Linked DNA regions of Mus musculus: regions 1, 2, 3, 4, 5 and 6 are each linked to region 7. Evidence: chromatin contacts called from public Hi-C, HiChIP or PLAC-seq and promoter capture Hi-C data. All regions are on one chromosome and are shown on one strand. The core of a region is the stretch at or near the end of the contact, and the rest is flanking DNA. Distances in the headings are between cores, read along the strand shown. Region 1 holds the start of Ncf1 (neutrophil cytosolic factor 1). Region 2 overlaps Gtf2i (general transcription factor II I). Region 3 holds the start of Dnajc30 (DnaJ heat shock protein family (Hsp40) member C30). Region 4 holds the start of Wbscr25 (Williams Beuren syndrome chromosome region 25 (human)). Region 5 holds the start of Stx1a (syntaxin 1A (brain)). Region 6 holds the start of Gtf2ird2 (GTF2I repeat domain containing 2). Region 7 holds the start of Lat2 (linker for activation of T cells family, member 2).

Region 1 (2,703 bases), core at 38-2,537, 390 kb after region 7:
GCATCTACACACACACACAAACACACACACACAGAGGATTCTGAGCTTTTCTTTATTTTTTTAAAAAAGTTTTTTTTTTAAATGGTTTTTCGAGACAGGGTTTCTCTGTATAGCTCTGACTGTCCTGGAACTCACTTTGTAGACCAGGCTGGCCTCGAACTTAGAAATCCACCTGCCTCTGCCTCCCAAGTGCTGGGATTAAAGGTGTGTGCCACCACACCTGGCTTTTTAAAAAGATTTATGTATTTATTTTATGTATATGAGTACACTGTAGCTGTACAGATGGTTGTGAGCCTTCATGTGGTTGTTGGGAATTGAATTTAGGACCTCCCCTTGCTCAGGTCGGACCCTCTCACTTCAGATAACTCTTCTCTCTCCATCAGTCCCTGCTTTCTCCGCCCAAAGATTTATTTATTATTATACATTGCAGATGGTTGTGAGCCACCATGTGGTTGCTGGGATTTGAACTCAGGACCTTCAGAAGAAGAGCAGACAGTGCTCTTACCCACTGAGCCATCTCGCTGGCCCTAAACTTTTCTTTAATGTAGGTTCTAGAGATAGAACTCAGGTCCTCAGGCTTGTATGCCAAGGACTTTATCTGCGGAGCCATGTCCAGTCCTGGTCCTGTAAAGACAGGACTTCTAAAGTCAATCTCACGTAGGCCAGGCTATCTTCAAACTCATTATATAGCTGAAGCTGGCCTTGAACCCTTGATTCTCCTGCCTCTACCTCCCAAGGGCTGGGGTCACAGGCTTTTTTTTTTTTCCTGAGATAGGGTTTCTCTGTATAGCCCTGGCTGTCCTGGAACTCACTTTGTAGACCAGGCTGGCCTCGAACTCAGAAATCTGCCGGCCTCTGCCTGCCACCACACCCAGCTTTTTTTTTTTTAAGATTTATTTATTTATTTTATTAATCTGAGCATGCTGTAGCTGTCTTCAGACAACACCAGAAGAGGGCATCAGATCCCATTACAGATGGTTGTGAGCCACCATGTGATTGCTGGGAATTGAACTGAGAACCTCTGGAAGAGCAGTCAGTGCTCTTAAGCACTGCACCAGCTCTCCAGCCCCATGTTTGTTGGGGGTGGTTCAGAACTGTAGAGAGGCCCCAGTGCCTGGGTTGGGCCATGGTGTCGGTAGAACAGGTTTCTGTGCTTCAGGGCCCCTGGCTGCCCCACCACTCTGTTGAAGCTCAAAAATTCTCAGAAAGTGAAAGACTAAGTCTAAGAGCCTCCTGGGCCTTCCCCGCCCTTACCCCACAAGCAGCAGAAACCACTTCTTCTTTTTAGTGTATTTAAGGCCCAGCCCAGGCTATAGAGAGAAGTGTCCCTGTCACGGCCCAGCCATGGGGGACACCTTCATTCGCCATATTGCCCTGCTGGGCTTCGAGAAGCGCTTCATCCCCAGCCAGCACTATGTGAGTAGCCTAAGAGTGCCCTGCAGGAGCGCATAGTGGGGACAGTGCTATCACTCTGCTGCTACCCAAAAACCACCTGGACCAGGGAAGGAGATGAGAGGAAGGGAGACCAGGGAAGGATGTGAGGGGAAGGGGGACCAGGGGAGGATATGGGGGGAGGGGTCCAGGGGAGGATATGAGGGGGAGGGGGACCAAGGGAAGGATGTGAGAGGGAGGGGGATCAGGGGAGGATATGGGGGGAGGGAGAACAGGGGAAGGATATGGAGAGAGGGAGACCAGGGGAAGGATGTGAGAGGGAGGGGGGACCAGGGGAGGATATGGGGGGAGGGAGAACAGGGGAAGGATATGGGGAGGAGGGGTCCAGGGGAGGCTATGAGGGGGAGGGGGACCAAGGGAAGGATGTGAGAGGGAGGGGGACCAGGGAAGGATATGGGGGGAGGGAGAACAGGGGAAGGATATGGGAGGAGGGGTCCAGGGGAGGCTATGAGGGGGAGGGGGACCAAGGGAAGGATGTGAGGGGGAGGGGGACCAGGGGAAGATATACCTCCGTGGGGACCTCTCAGGCACAGGGCTTTCTTATCCTTGGGCTTCAGGCTTCTCTTGGGTGTTCACAAAGGACCCTGCCATGGTGAGCAGATACCCCTGTGCACCGTCCCAGCTGCCTCCCTCTCTGTCTTCACACTGAGCCCCCAAGCATGCCAGAGCTCAACCTTACCCTCTGTCCAGTGCCTAGGACCAAGGCTCATTCCTACCAGGAAACCTCCCTGTCTAGTCAGCTCCAGGAGTGGCCCTGCATGGCAGCCTGCGAGGCCTGGAAACTGTGGCTTTTTTTTCTCTCCTCTTCTATGATATTGGTTACTGAGTTTGGATCCCTAGTAGGGGACGATGTCTCCCGTTTGCCCTGGGGAGATGAGGTCGAGGAATATCTGCCCATATATCTAGACTCTATCACTGGGTCTGCTCGGCCCAAGGCAGGCCAGAGATGGTGCCGCCCAGCACTTGTAAGCTGTTTACCTGGGACCCTCAGCAGTTAAGAGCTAAGTCTCCCCTCCCTCCTCCCTCCCTCTCTAAATATAAATGTTCTGAATCATTCCACAACCAAAAGCCACACCAGAAGAGGGGACAGCGGTCACCCTGGGTGTTTCCTTCATGTCCTCCATCCCTCCCCTGGAGACAATCACAGGGGTATTTTTAGACAGAGTCTCACAATGTAGCAAAACCCCCAAAGATTGCCTCACCACAACCCCTCAGCCTTCCATCCAAGGCTAAAAAGGCAGCCCAGGGGCA
Region 2 (2,707 bases), core at 156-2,655, 330 kb after region 7:
TTGGTACTGACCAGCCAGCTCTCTAGGAAGAAGGACCCTCCACTGCATAATTGCCCCCAGCAGATGGCCTGTGGCCATGTCTGTGGGGCATTTTCTTGATGGATGCTTAATATGGGAGGGCTCAGCCCACTGTGGGTAAGCCCTGCTCCTCCATGGTCTCTGCTGTGGCCTGCCTTGGGGATGGGCTGTCGGTCACCAGAGCCAGTACATTCTCTCCTGCCATAAAGGTGTTTATTGTAGCAACAGAGAAGCACGGTGGGTGGCGGATCTTAGCCTTGGTCTCACTAACTGTTTTACAGGTGTTGAAGAAGAAGAAAAGGCCGCCGAGATGCATAAGATGAAATCTACCACCCAGGCCAATCGGATGAGTGTGGATGCTGTAGAAATTGAAACACTCAGAAAAACGGTGGAGGACTATTTCTGTTTTTGCTATGGTAAAAACACAGCACTTTAAAATTGGAGAAAAATACCTTATAAACTGGCATTTTCTTCTCTACAAAATTGTGTTTGTATGAATACACGTATGTATTTGTAGACTCGAGAGCTTTTGTGTGAAGGTCAGGAGAACTTTGTGGAGTTGGGTCACCTTCCTGCTTGTGTGGGTTCTGGGAATTGAACTGGTTGTTCTGTGAACAGAGTCTCTCCCACTGGGCAGGCCCTGGTCATTGTATGTTTCCTAAATGTATAGATTTTATAAATGATTTGACAGTCATACTGTTTTACAAATTGAATAGGTAAATTTGTAAATTTAAGGAATTAAGTCAAAGAACTCAGAAATAAGTACAATGTAATTAATTAACTTAATTAATTATTGTTACCATTAGTGGGTAGGTATGGTGGCATGTGAGTAGATCTCTCTGAGTTTCAGGCCAATCTGGTCTGCATAGTAAGAGCTTATCTCAGAAGATAAGAAAAACAACAACAAATTCTAGCGTGTGTGTGTGTGTGTGTGTGTGTGTGTGTGTGTGTGTGTGTATGGTGGGTGGGAGGGAGTTAGTGTGCATGCCTGGGGAGGTCAGAGGACAGCTCCATGGAGTCTGCTCTCCTACTTTAAGTGAGTTCTGGATTCAAACTCAGGCAACAAGGCTTTCCTGGCCAGGGCCTTTACCCTTTGAGCCATTCCGCTGGCCTAAGAGTTACTGGTTTGCCGTTGATGCTTATCCTCAGGTCTCCACTGTAGGTCTGCTTTAGTCCTGTCGTAGGGTACAACAGAGCACCCTTTGTAATTATATATATAAAACAAATAAATATACAAATTATATTGATATAAGAGATCATCATTATAACCCAGGAACCCACTAAGAAGTGGCTTGACAACTGAAGTGCACCCCCTCCTCAGCCCGTTGTTATCGTAAGAGAGGGTCTCGCTAATCCTCAGGCAGGCTTTGAACTTTCTCTGATCCTCCTGGCCCAGCCTCCCACTTAGCTGGCCTTCTAGATACACCATGCTGGCTAGACTGAGGTCTGTTGTGTACTTTGTATTTGACCCTTTGGACAGATTCCAGGTTCAGGAATTAGCTGATGTGGGAATCAAATGTTAATGTTTAAAGTGTTATTTGAAATACTATGTTAAGATAATGTTGAAGTCAGATATTATGACAACAGTCAGAATGCTTCAGTAAGCTCTTTTTATTTTGTTGTTGTTTTTGTTTTTCCAGACAGGGCCTCACTATGTAGCCCTGGCTGTCCTGGACCTCATTTTGTAGACCAGGCTGGCCTCCAACTCAGAGATCTGCCTGCCTCTGCCTCCTGAGTGCTGGGACTAAAGGTAGTCCACATCACCACGATCTGCCACCACGATCTGCTTGTGATAAGATCTTGATAGGTTGGTTAAGTTAGTATGTAAGTCTGGTGCAGGCGCACGCGCGTGTGTGTGTGTGTGTGTGTGTGTGTGTGTACTGTACCTGCTGTGTGCATTTGGAGTTCATGTGTCTTTGGAATTGCTCTCTACCTTATTTATTTATATGTACTTATTGTGATTGTACACATCTCGTGTGCCTGTATCCATGCATCCCACAGTGTTATATGTGAAGATAGAGGTTGGACAACTTGCAGAAGTTGGTTATCTATTTCTACTATGTGGGTTCTGGGAATTGAACTCAGGTCCTTAGGCCTGGCAGCAAGCCCCTCTCACCTGCTTCGCTATCTTGTCAGCTTTCCCTTACTGATTTTTTTTAAATTAAAATTTTAAAGGAATTTTATTTGTATGACTTGTTTTGCCTGCATATTTGCCTGCGTACCATGTGTGTGCCTGTTGTTTGTGGAGGCCAGCAGAGCATGCTGGATCCCTTGGAACACACCTTACAGATGGTGGTGAGCTGCAGTGTGGGTGCTAGGAATCCAACACAGGTCCTCTGGAAAAGCAGTGCTCTTAGCCACTGAGCCCATCCCCACATCCCCTTCTCACTTTTTGAAACAGGTCTTTCTGACCCTGGAGCCCACTGATTGGCTAGGCTGGGTAGCCAGGGAACCCTAGGATTTTTTTTTCTCAACAGTGGGATTATAGTTACGAGTCTACACTGCCCCGAAGTTTATGTGGATGTGGGAGACCTAAAATCGAATCCTCATTAAATTACAATGGCCTTACAGACAGAGTTGGAGTCTTCCCCCAGCTTCGGGGATTCAGTTTTCAGTGTGAGCACGCGTGGGTCATGCTAATTCTATGATCCTCCCACAGGGAAAGCTTTAGGCAAATCCACAGTGGTCC
Region 3 (2,700 bases), core at 47-2,546, 450 kb before region 7:
GATAACAGAGTTGGGGCCTAAACCCTGTGCCTTTTGTTGCTAGCATTCTCTCACAGAGCTACATCCCCAGCGTCTGCTGGATCTTTGATCAAGTCTCACCTGTGGCTTGGGGTAACACAGAAAAACAAATTTCACTCGAGTCCCCAAGAATTAAATCTTTTTGGCATCGGACAACCAGTCGTATTGCACAGTTCAGCAGTTACAGGGGAAACACCACCTATTATACAGACATGTGGCAGGGGACAGGGCAAATCTTGCTCAGGGCTTCTGGTTAAAACCGCAGCAAGTGTTCTGGGAGTTGGCAACTGAAGGTAACTTCTAGAAATGAACAGGCACCCAGGGGACTCTGGAAAGCACTTAAATTTCTGGTCTTCACAGGAATCTTTATCCGGGGGCCTCTTTCTTGGCCACTGAAAAGCGTCTTTTTCTGGACCAAAGGAGAGGGATGTGTTGATCACTGGCCAGGCTGGAGGGTGTGAGGAGGGTCAAGAGAACACCACTAGAGGAAGTCAAGTCAATCGCAGACCAATGGTTCAAAGGTCTAGAAAGGAAGGTTGCTTGGGCTGGATCCCTTCCCCTCCTTTTCTCCGATTAAATACGAAAGCCAACAAAGACGAAGATAAGGAAAAGGACGACAAAGAAAGTGGCGTCTCGTGTATCGTCCCAGCTGGTCCCCTTGTTGGCCTGGTTCTCCTGCTTTTTGCGAAGGGCTTCCCTCCGGGCGCGCAAACGCCGTTCTCTCTCTAGCTGCTCTCCGTAGTGCGCCTGGTAGAAGGCGTCAAAGTCGAACATGGTGCGACCGTCGCCGGGAGAAGCCCTAGAGCCACCGGGAGCCCGAGGGGTGTAGGGAGGAGGGCGAGGAGGAGCGGGATCGGCCACGGGCGTCTTAGAGGGCTTGACGCCAGGTCCGCGCAGGTCCTGGTCGCTGAGCAAACCTCGGTCATACTTGCGCCGGAGGATGGTGCTGCCCAAGACCAGGTAAGCTTCGGAGACGCGCGTGAAGCGCTCGGCGGCCTCGGCGCTCCCGGGGTTGCGATCCGGATGGTAGAGGAAGCTCTGCCGGTAGTACGCCGCTTTGATCTGTGCTTGCGTGGCCGTGGAGGGGACGCCCAGCAGCTCATAGAGGGCGGTGCGGGAGTAAGTCCTCCCTCGCGAGCACAAACCCGTGGCGGAACTCGGAGGCAACCCCCGGACCTGCCACCATCTCCATAGCGGTGACAGGGTCCACCCCAGGCAGCGCGCGGCCGCCATGTTGTGGCTGGGAGGGGGCGGCGCCGAGGCAGCCAATGGAGGCCTCGAATCCTGAGCGGCGTCCCCACCTTCTAGCCAATCAAATAAAAGGAAAGGCGGGGGAAAAGGTCCGCCTGAGGCGGGCGCAGATTGATGACGTCAAAGCGTCGCGCTAGTGCTCGCCGGTCCCAGCGTTGCCATACCATCGAGATGGCATCTCGTAGCCGGAGACCCGAACACAGCGGACCGCCGGAGCTGGTGAGAGCCCCGCCAGGTCTTGGTCTTTTTCTAGAATGACTGCTTTTGGATTCTTCCCTTAAAACTCCCATGTGTTTTTCTCTTCTCAACAGTTTTATGACCAGAATGAAGCCCGGAAATACGTTCGCAAGTGAGGAGAGCATGGCTGTTGAGCGGCATCGCGGGGGTCGGGATCGGCGAGTCGCCCCGATTATGGGCGTCCCTTGGAAAGCATGTAGAATTTGGGAGTGTGTGTGAGTGTGTGTGTGTGTGTGTGTGTGTGTGTGTGTGTGTGGGTCTGCGTACATGCAGTTCTGCCACCGGTAAAGGGAACTTGAAGCCATTGAGCTCCTGGAAAGATCTTGCTACCTCAGTGTGGGTATATTCATCTCCAGTTTACCCTGGGTCGTTTGACAATGTGTTTTAAATATGTGGTAAAGTAAGCAATAGTTAGAAGATATGATAAGGTACTGTCATACTGCATAAGTGGTCTGTCACTGAGCGATACTTCCTGCCCCTCGCTTGGGGATTCTAAGTAGACATTTTACTTTTGAGGCACACCCCTAGCCATTCACTGGATGATTCTGAAAAGCACTCTACCATTAGGCTACACCCCCGGAAGGAATCAGTACTATTAGAGAGAGGACATACTCATTGTGGGTTTATTGTGATCTTTATTTAAATGCATGATTGCACTGAGTTGTCATGTCAACCATTGACATAAATAATATCTGAATCCTCTACATGGTAGCTTATTTGGTTTTGTTTGTTTGTTTGAAACCTGGTCTCATATTGCCCAGAGTATTCTTGAACTTGCTATGTAGTGGAGGTGATTGAATTCCAGACCCTCTTGTCTCTACCTTACTAGTGGTAAAATTGCAGACATGGTCCCGCACGTATGGCTGTATGGAACACTCTTCTGTGGGGCTGTTTACCTTGATTTTTGGGAAGACCAGGTGTGGCCATTCTCTGTTCAGTATGGCAGTCAGTAGCTAGCTATTAAAACTGTAAGTCAAAATGGCCTAATGTGAAGAAATGAGCACACATACACACAACACACACACACACACACAACACATTCACAATTTTATACTGATTATGTACTGAAATGTCATTTTGAGTATATTGGCCTAAAAGTCATTCTTTAGTAACTCTAGAGTTAAGTAAGTTGATTATAGTTTATTTTGCTAATTTTTTTGAGATATGGCCACATTATCATATAAGGCTGGCCTT
Region 4 (2,700 bases), core at 58-2,557, 390 kb before region 7:
AAGACAACTTGAGGGAGTCTGTTCTCTGTCTCTATGTGGGTTCCAGGAATTGAACTCACATCAATAAACTTGGCAGCAAGTGCCTTTATCCACTGAGCCATCTCACCAGTCCACAGAGTGAAAGGGTTCATAGTTCTGTTGGGAAAAGGTAGTGTTGTTAAAGAGTTTCTGACCAGTCAACCTTCTGTCTAGCCAGCTCACCCCAGCCTGGCACACGACCTTTGACCACATGCCCAAAAGCCAAATAGCCCAGATCTGGTGTCAGGAGTGGCGTTGAGGACATACATAGTCCTGGCCCTCAAAGCATTGTGGTCACATGGCTCGCTCAAGGCTGAGCCTGGCAAGCTGAAAAACCTGTTGGTTTGAAGGTCCCAAGTGAACATTCCAGAGAAAGTTGTGGGCGGGGCAAAGAAGGGGGTCAAGCTCCGTGGCAGGACTCTGGGGGTGGCATGTTGGGGAAAGGTCATTCCAGAGCTGCCCACCCTTTCCCAGCTTGTGGGCCAAACCAGGGAGTTTGCATTGGTTGGCTTCGCAACTCAGATGGGCTACTGAGCCAGAGCTCCTAGACCCCGGGATTATACTGAGATGAGCCTAATCCTTATTTCCTTTTTCTTTCTTTCTTTCTTTCTTTCTTTCTTTCTTTCTTTCTTTCTTTCTTTCTTTCTTTCTTTCTTCCTTCCTTCCTTCCTTCCTTCCTTCCTTCCTTCCTTCCTTCTTTTTTCTTTTCTTTTCTTTTCTTTTCTTTTCTTTCTTTTTAAAAATATTTTGACTTATTGTGTGTCTGTATATGTGTAGCCGGCAGTGTGGAGTCAGAGGACAAGTGGGGATCAGTTCTCTCCTTCCGTGTAGGTCCCAAGGACCGAATTCAAGGCATCCGCTGAACCATCTCTCTCAGTCCATTCTTATTTTACACTGAAGGAAACAAAGAAATGGAGAAAGGCGGAAGTTACCCAGCTCCAGTCACTAGTGTGGCTCAGGTTGGATTCCTTCCCAGATTTCATTTAGGGCCCTCTAGACCCAAAGAAGTGTGGTGTGTGTGTGTGTGTGTGTGTGTGTGTGTGTGGTATGCGTGTGCATGGCAGGCTGGGAGGTAGAGACACTGCACCCTGGCGGCGACCGGGAGTCGAACGGGTTAAGGCTGGAGGCAGCGAGTGTCTTCCTAACCGCACCTGGCTCAGTATCGGTCACGTGGCCAGGGTTTCACCTGCCCTGCTGGGCAGGGACAATCAGGCCGCTTGTTCCCTAAGCCGGTCGCCATGGTGACAGGAGTGTGCCTGGGGAGGTCACAGGGGCAAATTCCTGCCTGCTGGTCCGGGTGTGGCAGGGGCATCAGCTGGATTGTAGCTTGTTTAGGAGATTCCCGAGGGCCCCTGGAGGTTCCCGCTGGGGCTCAGCCTCCCAGGGGCCCCCCCAGTGTGGCTTCCCACCTTGCCACCTGAAGTCCTGTTTCTCCATCTGCCTGGTGTCTTCCCAAATTTTGAACCTAAGCGGATTAATCTGTTGATGCTTTCCGTATACATTGGCAGGCATGGCACCCCAGGCGCAACAACTCCAGATGGAAGACATACTATTACCCCTCAAAAAAATTCTACAAAAAAAACAGATGAGGAACAAAAGGAAACAACTTCAAAGGAAGGAGGCAGCCATGACACGCCAGCCATTCCAGGCCAGGCACAGCTCATCAGCCACAGCGGGCCAGGCACACTACCGCAGGCGCGGTACAGCAGCCAAACCACGCCAGGCTCAGCACGGTAGTCACAGCTTGTCAACTACATCACGCCAGTCACAGCACACCCGGCACATCACGCCCAGCACAACACACCAGGCACAACACACCGGACACACCAAGCCAGGCAAACCGTACCAGGCACAGCATACCAGGCAATCCAAGCCAGGCGAAGCACGCCAGAGACACCACACCAGGCAAACCACACCAGCCACACCACGCCAGTCACACCATGCCAGGCACAGCACCTCAGGCACAGCAAACCAGAGACACCATAGCAGGCCCAGCACTTCAAGCACAGCACACCAGGCACATCAAGCCAGGCACAGCATGCCAAGCTTGCCACACAAGGCACAGGACACCAAACACAACACACCAGGCACAACACACAAGCCACAGCATGCCAGGCACAGAATGCCAGGCTTGCCACACAAGGCACAGGACACCAAACACAACACACCAGGCACAACACACAAGCCACAGCACACCCGGCACCACTCAACAGGCACAGCGCAGCTGGCACGGCGCACCAGACACAACCAGCCAAGTCCACGCTGCGTCTACACTTGCTTTAAGGTAGTAGCAATCTGCTCTGCTTGGGAAAAGCCTTTCTGAAGGTTATAATCCTATCTTCTCTGCCTGCAAGCTCGAGCCTTTGTTAATTGAGGATCTACTGTATGCAAAGGTCCGAGGTGCAAGAATCCTTGCCAGTTCTGCTCCAGATGGAGCAAATACCAATACTTAAAAAAAAAAAAAAAAAAAAAAAAACAAAACTTCAAAGCATAGAAGCGGACCCAATCCTGGATCTTCTAAGATGGCATATCTGAAAGAGACGGTTGAGTGAAAGACCTGGAGGCTGAGGTGAGAAGGATTTGACTACATGAGTGGGGTTGCGGTGGAAGAGAATGTTCTAATTGCTTCTCGGCCTTTTGGCTAAGATCAAGTGGAGAATGTTCTAGAAGCCAGAACACCAT
Region 5 (2,769 bases), core at 254-2,753, 410 kb before region 7:
GACCCAATGAGACTATATAGTTCCAAGCCACCCTGGGGTACAGAGAAGGATTTTACATAAAAAAAAAAAAAAAACAAAAAACCGTAAAACATAAAAACACCGGAAACTTGAGGGCAACGACAAGGGGCGGGTGGGGAAGTGTTTAAACACTATATATGACTTGAAAGGCTGTCTGTTTCCTTTGAAATAGATGAGGCACTGGGCATCCAGCCAGGAATAATACAGGTCTGAAGGCATGTGGGGGTCGCTTGCAGGTCAGGAACAGGATGAAGGCTAGACTGGAGAGCATAGATATGGCTGGTATTATGGTAGAGGGATCCAGGCACAGATGGAGAAGCTAGGCAGAAATCACAGCCATTAGGTCAAAAGCCCCAAAACAAAACTTTCTATGAAGGGCTGTAAGTGGGGCACAAGATGAGAGGGATCTAGGACGCCACCCAGCTTGGGGGGACACCCAGAAATCAACGGGTGGGGTTTGCTGAGGAATCAGATATGACAATCTGATGTGGCGCCCTTATTTAACCCTCTCACGGGAGAGCTTAATTTCTGTCCCTCTAGGGTCTGAGGCCAGAGAAGGGCACTCCCCTGTGTTAAAAGTGGGGTCTCATGATTGAAGGATCATGGGCTCTGACTTAGAACCTTTCTACTGCCTTCTACTCATCTCGAAACCCCGCCCTAAGAGCCACACCCCAGAGGCCTCTCTCACACAGGTAGGAAAATAGATCCAGGTCGCAGTTAGACCTGGCAATCCGGGAAGGGTCTGGGAAATGACAGCCTGGGTTGCCTGGAAGCCCAAAGGTGGACCAAGGGTAGATATGGTTGAGTCCTTTAATCCAGAGCAAGCCGGGTATCCCTAAAGCGACCAGGGTGGATCGGGAGCCACAGGTGATGGGAGCCACAGGTGATGGGGAGCCCCAAGAGACGGCTCCCGCAGAGGCCACCCCCACCCGGCGGCCTCGTTTCCGCAGCGCGCCCAAGGATGGGGTTGGGAGGGGAACTCTGGGCAGGGGGGTGGGAAGGAAACGAGAGGTTCAGCCTCCAGGGGACAGTGCAAGGACGGTGACAAGCGGGCGAAGAACGGTCACGATTTTGCATCCCGCCACCGAAACCCCTTAACAGCCCTCCAAATCGCCCCAAACAGGAACGCCCTGAAAAGTTCCTCAAAACCCCAGGTTCTAGCCATCAGTCCCGGTGCTGAAGGGCTCGAGTCCGTGACCAGAAGTAGATCGGAGGGGTGGGACTCCCATGGGGGTTCGAGGGTCCCTCAGCTTTGCAAGGCTCCCTCCGTCCCCTTGTAGGTGCCTCGGTGGCATGCCGGAACAAAGTGGAGAATTACAAGACGCCGGGTGAGCGGCGCACGAGGATCGGACTCACCGTGCGGAGCTCCTGGGTTCGGTCCTTCATGCTCCCGGGAGTGGCAGTAGGCGCCGGCTGCAACCGAGTAAGTCCCGCATGCGCGGATGCCGCCCCGCGGCTGCGCAGCGCCAGCCCGCGCCCCGCCCCAGTCCCTGGGACCCCCAAGCCCAACCCCAGCTGGCCACGCCCATCATGCTTCCACGCCCGGATATATCCCGCCCAGGGCTCCGCCTACGGGGAGCGCAAAGGGGTACAAACCCAGCCCTCGGGACCTGGTTCCTCCCCTCGTCAACTAGTGATCTCTGTCTAGATGCAGCTCCAACTCCTTGGCCCTTCTCTGCCCCAGCCCCCACCTCTGCTCAGCCACCCATTATCTAGATAGACCCTGGATTCTGACTCTTAGAGTCCTTCCTTTCCCCTGGATTTGCTGGAGTGGAACCCTTTCCACTTTGTTCAATGATAGTCTCACTGTGTAGCCCAGGCTAGCCTTGAACACCTGCTCCTACCTCAGCCACAGGAGTACAGGTTTTGCAGACATGAGCCTCAATGCCAGGTTTGAAAATCCCTTCTTGAACCGACCCCCGGCAACCCCCTCCAACCACCCATCCTGTCCTGAGATGGCTGAACAGGTAAAGATGCTTGCCACTAAGCTTAAAGATCTGAGTTCCAGCGGGGTGATGATAGCACATGTCTTTAATCCTAGTAGGCAGATCTCTGAGTTCAAGGCCAGCCTGACCTACAGAGCAAGTTCCAGGACAGCCAAAGGTACGCAGAGAAACTCTGTCTTGAAAAATAACAAACAAACAAACAAACAAACGATTGGAGTTCTAGCCCTGGGCCCCACGTGACTGAAGAAGAGCATTGGATTCTGTAAATTGTCCTCTGACCGCCACATGAGTGAGCTCCGTGCTTCACATATATGCAACCACACGATGGAGGCAGGAGGCACATGGCCAAGTGAATATAAAGTAAAATAAAGCCCTCTCTGTAGTGGTCAATTCTAAACCTTCCCACCTTTCTGAGCACCCCCCTGTCTCCAGACCGGGTTGCTGCCTCTTTACTCTCCCCAGAGTTTCTCAGCTCACCTGTTCGATTCAATTTGACTGCCTTTCTCTTTACACACAATACATACATACATACATACATACATACATACATACATACATACATACACAAACAAATAAATGAAATGTTTAAGATATTTAAAAGGAAAAAAAAAAAAAGCTTGCCACCCCCACCCCTCCATGCCTCCAGCCCGGAGTTCAAATGCCAGGCCTGACGTCTTATTTCCTGTGTGGAAGCTGTAGGCTGTTCAAACCTAGGCCCAGTGGAAAGATCTCAGTGGTCCCTGCAGAGCAACGTGAACGGTATGCTGGTCCCTGTAGAGCAACGTGAAGAGCCTGCCGGTTGGCA
Region 6 (2,700 bases), core at 183-2,682, 430 kb after region 7:
GCCTCCCTTCCATTTTCTTTCTTTCTTTTATCCTGTAACTCTCTGAAATCCTCCTGCCTCAGTATCCCCAGTGCTGGGCTGACAGACACATTTGAGTTACCACACTAGGCTTGAGTTCTGTTATTTTGTTTTTATTTTACTTTGGAAGGAATTCTTTTTCTGACTTGCATTGTATTTTAAAGGATGAGTTTTCCTGTATCTCAATAAAGCGGCTATAATTTATTTAGTGACAAGGTCCCACTGTGTAGCCCCAGCAGGCCTGGAACTTGCTATATATAGGCAGTCCTTGAACTCTCAGATCCATTTGAAGGCCACCGTTGCCGGCTCATTCTGGTTCTCTGTGCTGAAATAAGTACATTCTAGAATAATGTTTTGGGTGCAATAGGTTAAATACATTACTATAGTGAATTTTAATTTGTAAAAATTTACTTTAAATTTTAAAGTTACTAAACATTTTAAACGTTTTAAAATAAATTAAAATTTTTTTGAGCCAGGCGATGGTGGCGCACACCTTCAATCCCAACACTTGGGAGGCAGAGGCAGGCGGATTTCTGAGTTTGAGGCCAGCCTGGTCTACAGAGTGAGTTCCAGGACAGCCAGGGCTACACAGAGAAACCCTGTCTGGAAAAAAAAATTTTTTTTTTGATTGTTGTACTAGTTGTTATGGCCATAGGCCACCTTGTACTCTCAACCAGACCAGACACAAGCCACATTTTGGAGGCTGGGCCCTTTCTTCCGTTCTCTTCATCGACCTAAACCACTGGCTGCCACAAACACCAAACGCCCCCATAATCCTGGAGCCAACAAGCAAAGCCAGCCGCCGAAGGTGGAGCCAGAGCGCCGTTGCTAGGCAACCGCGATGGCCCCGCCCCTTCCCCTAACCAATCAAGGGTTTCTAAACACAGCGCAGGTACGTCAGGTGGCGCGTGACCTCGGCACGCACCGGGCGCAGCTTTCCCCGCCTCCTCGCCCCGTCACAACCAATCGAAAGCGAGATTTTGGTGCGCGCCTGGCGTGCGAAAGTCGCCTAACCCCACGTCTTCCCCGCCCCGCCCCCCACTCTTCACGGCCCGATCGCGGTAGGGAAAATGGGGGTCGGCGCTGACCACCGGGCGCCCGAAGGTCCCGCCACGCACCCCGAGAGATCGCTCTGCCCCGGCGGGGACTCCCGGAAGCGGAAGTTGTGAGGGAAGCGGCGGCGGGATACGCACCTGAGGGCCCTGCTTTGCGGGCCGCGCCGGGGGTCTGGAGCCTGGCTTGCGCGTGCGCAGCGGCTCTGCGCCGGCGACCGCAGCTCGGGGGCCGCGGGCGCCTCCTCTCCGCTCCCTTCCTGTTTTTCGTTTTTATTATTTTTTCTCCCTCTTTTTTATTTTATTTTTTGTCTTTGTTTGCTTCCTGGAAGGAAGGTCGGCTTCCCGCGCGTGGCCGAAGCACCCCCGGTGGGGACGGCCACTTCCGGTGCGCTGCAGGACGGCTTCCGCGAGGCCGCCGGCCGGGCTGCGTGGCGTGCACGTGGCTTCGCGCCTTCCCTGGATGTGCATGGCCGTTCTGGATAGATAGAGATATTTTAAAATGTGGTTGTGCGTGCACGTGGAAGCGGAGAGGTCACCCCACGTGTTACTCAGGCACCCACTCCCCCCACCCCCCGCGACAGAGTTTTTCTTGTAGCCCTGGCTAGCCTGCGTTGTAGACCAGGCTGGCCTCGGACTCAGAGTCCACTGCCTCTGCTTCCCGAGTGCTGGGATTAAAGGCGTGCGCCATCACACCACCTACCTTTTAGGACATTGCATTTCCTTTAAAACTAATTTTTGTGCCTGTGTCAGTTCTATGTTCTTGTGTTTGCGTGGCTGCATGTCTCGGGAGCTATTCGTAAAGCACCATCTGTTGTAAGTATTTTGCCACCCTGTTTATATGCACCACGGGGAGGCCAGAAGAGGTCACAGTATCCCCTGGACCAGGAGTTTCAGACGGTATGGATGCGGGAACTGATCAAGTGTTCTTAACCACGGAGCCATCCCTCCAGCCCCACTTTACAAGGGTTCCAGTTTTATTTGTTTGTTTGCTTTAAAATATACTGGAAAGGGGGTTGGAGCAGTGGCTCAGCTGTTAAGAGCTGATAAGTGTGCTTTCAGAAGACCAGTGTCTGTGTCAAGCACAGCACACGTGCCTGTAACTCGCATTTCCAAAGGATTGGAATCCTTTGGCCTCTGTATGCACCCACACCCGCTTAAAAAAAATAAAATATTTAAAAAATACTTTTAAAGATTTGTTGCTTGGTGTACATGCCATTAATACTAGCATTCACAAGGAAGAAATAGGCAAATCTCTCTGAGTTTGAGGCCAGCCATGACTACATATAAGATCCTGTCCCAAAATAAAATGAGAACACTTTGTTCATATCAGGAAAGGCTGTGTAGCTTCCGACATAGTTTGTATTTGCTCGTGTTCTTGAGCTGGCTCCAATAAATCCTTTCCTCCCAGGTCACAAGTGGGTCACTGATTGCTAGATCCTATGGTGTTCGTCCAGCCTGAAAATCTCTTGCTCTGGCTACTTGTCAAAATCAGGTCACTCACCCTTGCAATGTGGCCTTTTAGGGCACAGTGCTTGGTGGCTGTTCTGGCTCCCACTCAATCTCCTTTCTTCCCACTCTCAGATTGCCATGACGTTTCCTACTTTCTGTCTCCAAGCTCTGCTGTCTG
Region 7 (2,700 bases), core at 187-2,686:
CAAGGCCAGCCTGGTCTACAGAGTGAGTTCCAGGACAGCCAGGGCTACACAGAGAGAGAAACCCTGTCTCAAAACAAACAAAAAAGAACTAACGTACAAAGAAATAGATGTAATAAAGACAATTTGGGTTTTTTTGTTTGGTTGGTTTGGATTGGTTTTTCGAGACAGGGTTTCTCTGTATAGTCCTAGCTGTCCTGGAACTCACCATAGTGGCCTCTAACTCAGAAATCCACTTGCCTCTGCCTCCCGAGTGCTGGGATTAAAGGCGTGCGCCACCACGCCCGGCTGACAATTTGGTTTTTAAAAAGTAGATGACACAGTCTGCATAAATCTGAGTTCAAGGCCAGCCTGCTCTACAGAGTGAGTCTCAAGACAGCCAGGGCTACACAGAAACTCGGTCTCAAAGAAACTAAAATGTGGAAGACACCAAGACTGACTTCTGGCCTCTACATTCACCCACTACCACCACCCACACACAGAGGCAGCTTGTCTATCCAGCTGTCTCTGGCACAGTGGTCCTTTGTTCCATCTGCCATCTTTATTCCCGTCTTTCTCCCTGTATCCTCTGTCCCTTATCTCTTTTATCTGCCGGTTAGTATTTGTTCTATGGGATTCCACTGCCCTAATCTCTCTCTCTGATCCCCATTCTCAGATGCCTGTGGATGCTGGAAGGATTCTAGCTTCCTCTTACCTGTGGTTGTCAGCGTCTACATATCTGCCTCTCTGTCTTTCTGGTCCTCTCCTGACCTGTGCATCTGTGTGTGTGTGTCCCCATCTCTGGTGTCTGACTGTGGCACGTGCGTGAGTGTGTACATGTCCCTCGAAACTCCGTCCTCTCCATGTCTGTGTCCATGTGAACTCTGGGGTTGACTCTCTACCCGTCGATCACTGTAGCCCTCCCTCCTCCATGTGACCTTGCTCTGTGGTGGGCATGTACTGTGTGTGCTTGGCTTTCAGTCTGCCCGTGCCTGTGCCCATCTCTCACTTCCCATTTTCCCTATGTCTGTTTTCTTTTTTATTGCCTCTCCACCCCCAGGAGTGTGTGCACATACATGTGCATGTGTGTGCACATGCACACTGCACATAAGCCTGTGTGTATGTACATATGCATCAGAGGACAACTAGACACTCACTTCATGGTTCCTGGTGATAGGAACCCTGGTTCCTCTGGTTCCAAGTTGTCCAGCTTGGTGGAACGTGCCATTACCCAGGGAGTCTTTTTTGAGACAGGGTCTCACTGTAGCTGTCCTAGCTTATATAGACCAGGCTGGCCTCAAACTCAGAGCTCTGCCTGCTTCTGCTTCCCAAGTGCAGGCATTTAACAGCACACACCACCATGCCCAGCTTTAACTTCGCTTTGTATCTCTGCATCTTTTTCTGTCTCTGCTCCACCCACTTTGTCATTAACCACCCTAGTAGTCTGGCCGAGGCGGATGTAGAGGAGATGATTCAGTAGTGACAGGAAGCCAACTGCCTTGCCCACTGCTCACCAGAGTCAGTGGTGTTGGCATCAGCTTGGGCAGGTGTGCGGCACAAGATGAAGGGGCCATGGTGAGGAGCCCTCACCCTCAGGTAAGCCTTTCCCAGGGGTGCTCCCCTGTTGTGCTACACCCCACAAGACCCTTAGGGATAGACGGAGCGGAAGCCGAGATACCTGATACCTCCCACCCTGGCCTAGTGCTGTGGCCCTTAAGGAAAGCCTATGCAGGGCTCCAGGCACCCACTTATCTATCATTGGCTTCCCAAACCCCTAGCCTCTGAGACCCCCCAAGAAGCCCCTAGGGTGGTTCTGTCACTACCAGTGACTGGAGAGGGCCAGCTAAGAGCCAGAGATGTGAGATTCTCCCGCCCGTTGAGGGTTGGCTAATGCCACAGGCCTGTGTATGGAACTTGGATGCTTTGGGGAACTGTGCCCAAGCCCTGTTCCAGCCAGGAGGAAGTTGCTATCCCCAGAAGTCCATCCAGGCCTGAGCCAGCTTGTACTTTCTGACAGATAATCCTTGTAACGTTGGTGGGCTCCTTGGTTCCGGCTTTGAACAGGTGGCCCAGATTGACCAGGGACAAGGCCTGCCAGACCTCTGTACATAGACATACTCACATATGTACGTGAACAGTCGCCCGCTGGCCTCCAGTAGGTGTCTTCAGGGTCTTCTCTCCGCCTCATTTGAAGGCCCAAGTTATTTGGTCAGACTGGGTACTGTACACTCCTCCATCAGGGCATTAGGAATGCTGAGGTGGGGAGACCCTAAGTTCAAGGCCAGGCAGTACTCCATTGTGAGGCCCTGCCGCAAAGGCTCAAACCACAGAAATGTTATTCAGCTAAGCCTGCAGGCCTCAGAGTAGCACCCCATGAATAAAGCCATCCCTGGTGTGAGACGGGTCATGTACTTCATCCAACAGACCCTCATGGCCTTTTTACCCCGAAGAACGAGCTGCCGCAGTGATCACTCACGAAGGGCCACTGAGGTTAGAAGCTCCGATGCAGTCCTCAGAAGCAAGCCTTGCTCATATGAAAACTGCCCACTTCCCTTTGAGCTATTTTGGCCCACGGAGCCACAGAGCTGTGGCGGTCCCCCACACACCCACAGCTAGCCCTGCCTGGCCCCTTGGGGCCTTCTGAGACTGCTGGGCCATTCCTCCTGCAGCCCTACCCTCTGTTCCCCTCACCCTCTGCCTCTACTCTCAGGGTAGAGAGCATCA

Evidence for each region. Promoter capture Hi-C pulls out the DNA fragments that hold promoters and counts their contacts. Hi-C and Micro-C count contacts between places; a contact is called where the count stands out from the background. HiChIP or PLAC-seq counts read pairs in DNA pulled down with a chosen protein or histone mark.
Region 1: a contact with region 7 is called in a Hi-C map of B cells, with 13 read pairs. The contact joins the promoter of Ncf1 here to the promoter of Lat2 in region 7. A contact is called at or near these places in 6 of 39 promoter capture datasets (the C10 cell line, cranial neural crest, hematopoietic stem and progenitor cells and 3 more), 2 of 484 Hi-C or Micro-C datasets (B cells and megakaryocyte progenitors), 3 of 115 datasets of contacts at active chromatin or transcription factors (bone marrow-derived dendritic cells, cardiomyocytes and microglia) and 2 of 9 other capture datasets (adipose tissue and liver).
Region 2: a contact with region 7 is called in a Hi-C map of liver, with 2.2 times the contacts expected there. The contact joins the enhancer-like site here to the promoter of Lat2 in region 7. A contact is called at or near these places in 2 of 39 promoter capture datasets (cranial neural crest and maxillary cranial neural crest), 2 of 484 Hi-C or Micro-C datasets (embryonic stem cells and liver) and 2 of 9 other capture datasets (liver and pancreatic islet).
Region 3: a contact with region 7 is called in an H3K4me3 HiChIP or PLAC-seq map of bone marrow-derived macrophages, with 4 times the contacts expected there. The contact joins the promoter of Dnajc30 here to the promoter of Lat2 in region 7. A contact is called at or near these places in 3 of 115 datasets of contacts at active chromatin or transcription factors (bone marrow-derived macrophages, effector CD8 T cells and pancreatic cancer cells) and 2 of 9 other capture datasets (embryonic stem cells and pancreatic islet).
Region 4: a contact with region 7 is called in a FOXA1 HiChIP or PLAC-seq map of pancreatic cancer cells. The contact joins the promoter of Wbscr25 here to the promoter of Lat2 in region 7. A contact is called at or near these places in 1 of 39 promoter capture datasets (hippocampal neurons), 1 of 115 datasets of contacts at active chromatin or transcription factors (pancreatic cancer cells) and 2 of 9 other capture datasets (adipose tissue and liver).
Region 5: a contact with region 7 is called in a FOXA1 HiChIP or PLAC-seq map of pancreatic cancer cells. The contact joins the promoter of Stx1a here to the promoter of Lat2 in region 7. A contact is called at or near these places in 1 of 115 datasets of contacts at active chromatin or transcription factors (pancreatic cancer cells) and 2 of 9 other capture datasets (adipose tissue and pancreatic islet).
Region 6: a promoter capture Hi-C map of pre-B cells shows a contact between it and region 7. The contact joins the promoter of Gtf2ird2 here to the promoter of Lat2 in region 7. A contact is called at or near these places in 18 of 39 promoter capture datasets (3T3-L1-derived adipocytes, the C10 cell line, the HPC-7 cell line and 11 more), 1 of 15 datasets of contacts at CTCF or cohesin (large pre-B cells), 7 of 484 Hi-C or Micro-C datasets (B cells, LSK cells, bone marrow-derived macrophages and 3 more), 19 of 115 datasets of contacts at active chromatin or transcription factors (the 230-238 cell line, T-cell acute lymphoblastic leukemia, bone marrow-derived macrophages and 9 more) and 4 of 9 other capture datasets (adipose tissue, embryonic stem cells, liver and 1 more).

Annotation. Positions count from the first base shown.
Region 1 is chr5:134,228,209-134,230,911 of GRCm38.p6, reverse strand. It overlaps Ncf1 (neutrophil cytosolic factor 1), which reads left to right and starts at 1,287. Exons shown (of 11, transcript NM_010876.4): 1 at 1,287-1,416. The coding sequence starts at 1,345.
Region 2 is chr5:134,287,014-134,289,720 of GRCm38.p6, reverse strand. It overlaps Gtf2i (general transcription factor II I), which reads left to right. Exons shown (of 34, transcript NM_010365.4): 4 at 300-434; 5 at 2,678-2,707. Among named protein-coding and RNA genes, the nearest start is that of Gtf2i, 26 kb to the left of the region's middle. Within about 2 kb of position 1,405, at least 1 of the 459 cell types and tissues checked has an H3K27ac peak or open chromatin away from gene starts, as enhancers often do. A contact at or near this core is called in liver, where this site is marked.
Region 3 is chr5:135,062,802-135,065,501 of GRCm38.p6, reverse strand. It overlaps Dnajc30 (DnaJ heat shock protein family (Hsp40) member C30), which reads right to left and starts at 1,296. Exons shown (of 1, transcript NM_025362.3): 1 at 137-1,296. The coding sequence starts at 1,251. The coding sequence ends at 592. It overlaps Bud23 (BUD23, rRNA methyltransferase and ribosome maturation factor), which reads left to right and starts at 543. Exons shown (of 13, transcript NM_025375.4): 1 at 543-978; 2 at 1,327-1,488; 3 at 1,581-1,618. The coding sequence starts at 1,441.
Region 4 is chr5:134,999,957-135,002,656 of GRCm38.p6, reverse strand. It overlaps Wbscr25 (Williams Beuren syndrome chromosome region 25 (human)), which reads left to right and starts at 1,307. Exons shown (of 5, transcript NR_026907.1): 1 at 1,307-2,587. It overlaps LOC115490310 (a small nuclear RNA gene), which reads left to right and starts at 2,640; the gene lies at 2,640-2,700.
Region 5 is chr5:135,022,216-135,024,984 of GRCm38.p6, reverse strand. Stx1a (syntaxin 1A (brain)) reads right to left here and starts at 1,503. Exons shown (of 10, transcript NM_016801.4): 1 at 1,375-1,503. The coding sequence starts at 1,404.
Region 6 is chr5:134,182,770-134,185,469 of GRCm38.p6, reverse strand. It overlaps Gtf2ird2 (GTF2I repeat domain containing 2), which reads right to left and starts at 1,432. Exons shown (of 16, transcript NM_053266.1): 1 at 1,212-1,432.
Region 7 is chr5:134,613,761-134,616,460 of GRCm38.p6, reverse strand. It overlaps Lat2 (linker for activation of T cells family, member 2), which reads left to right and starts at 1,436. Exons shown (of 13, transcript NM_020044.3): 1 at 1,436-1,572.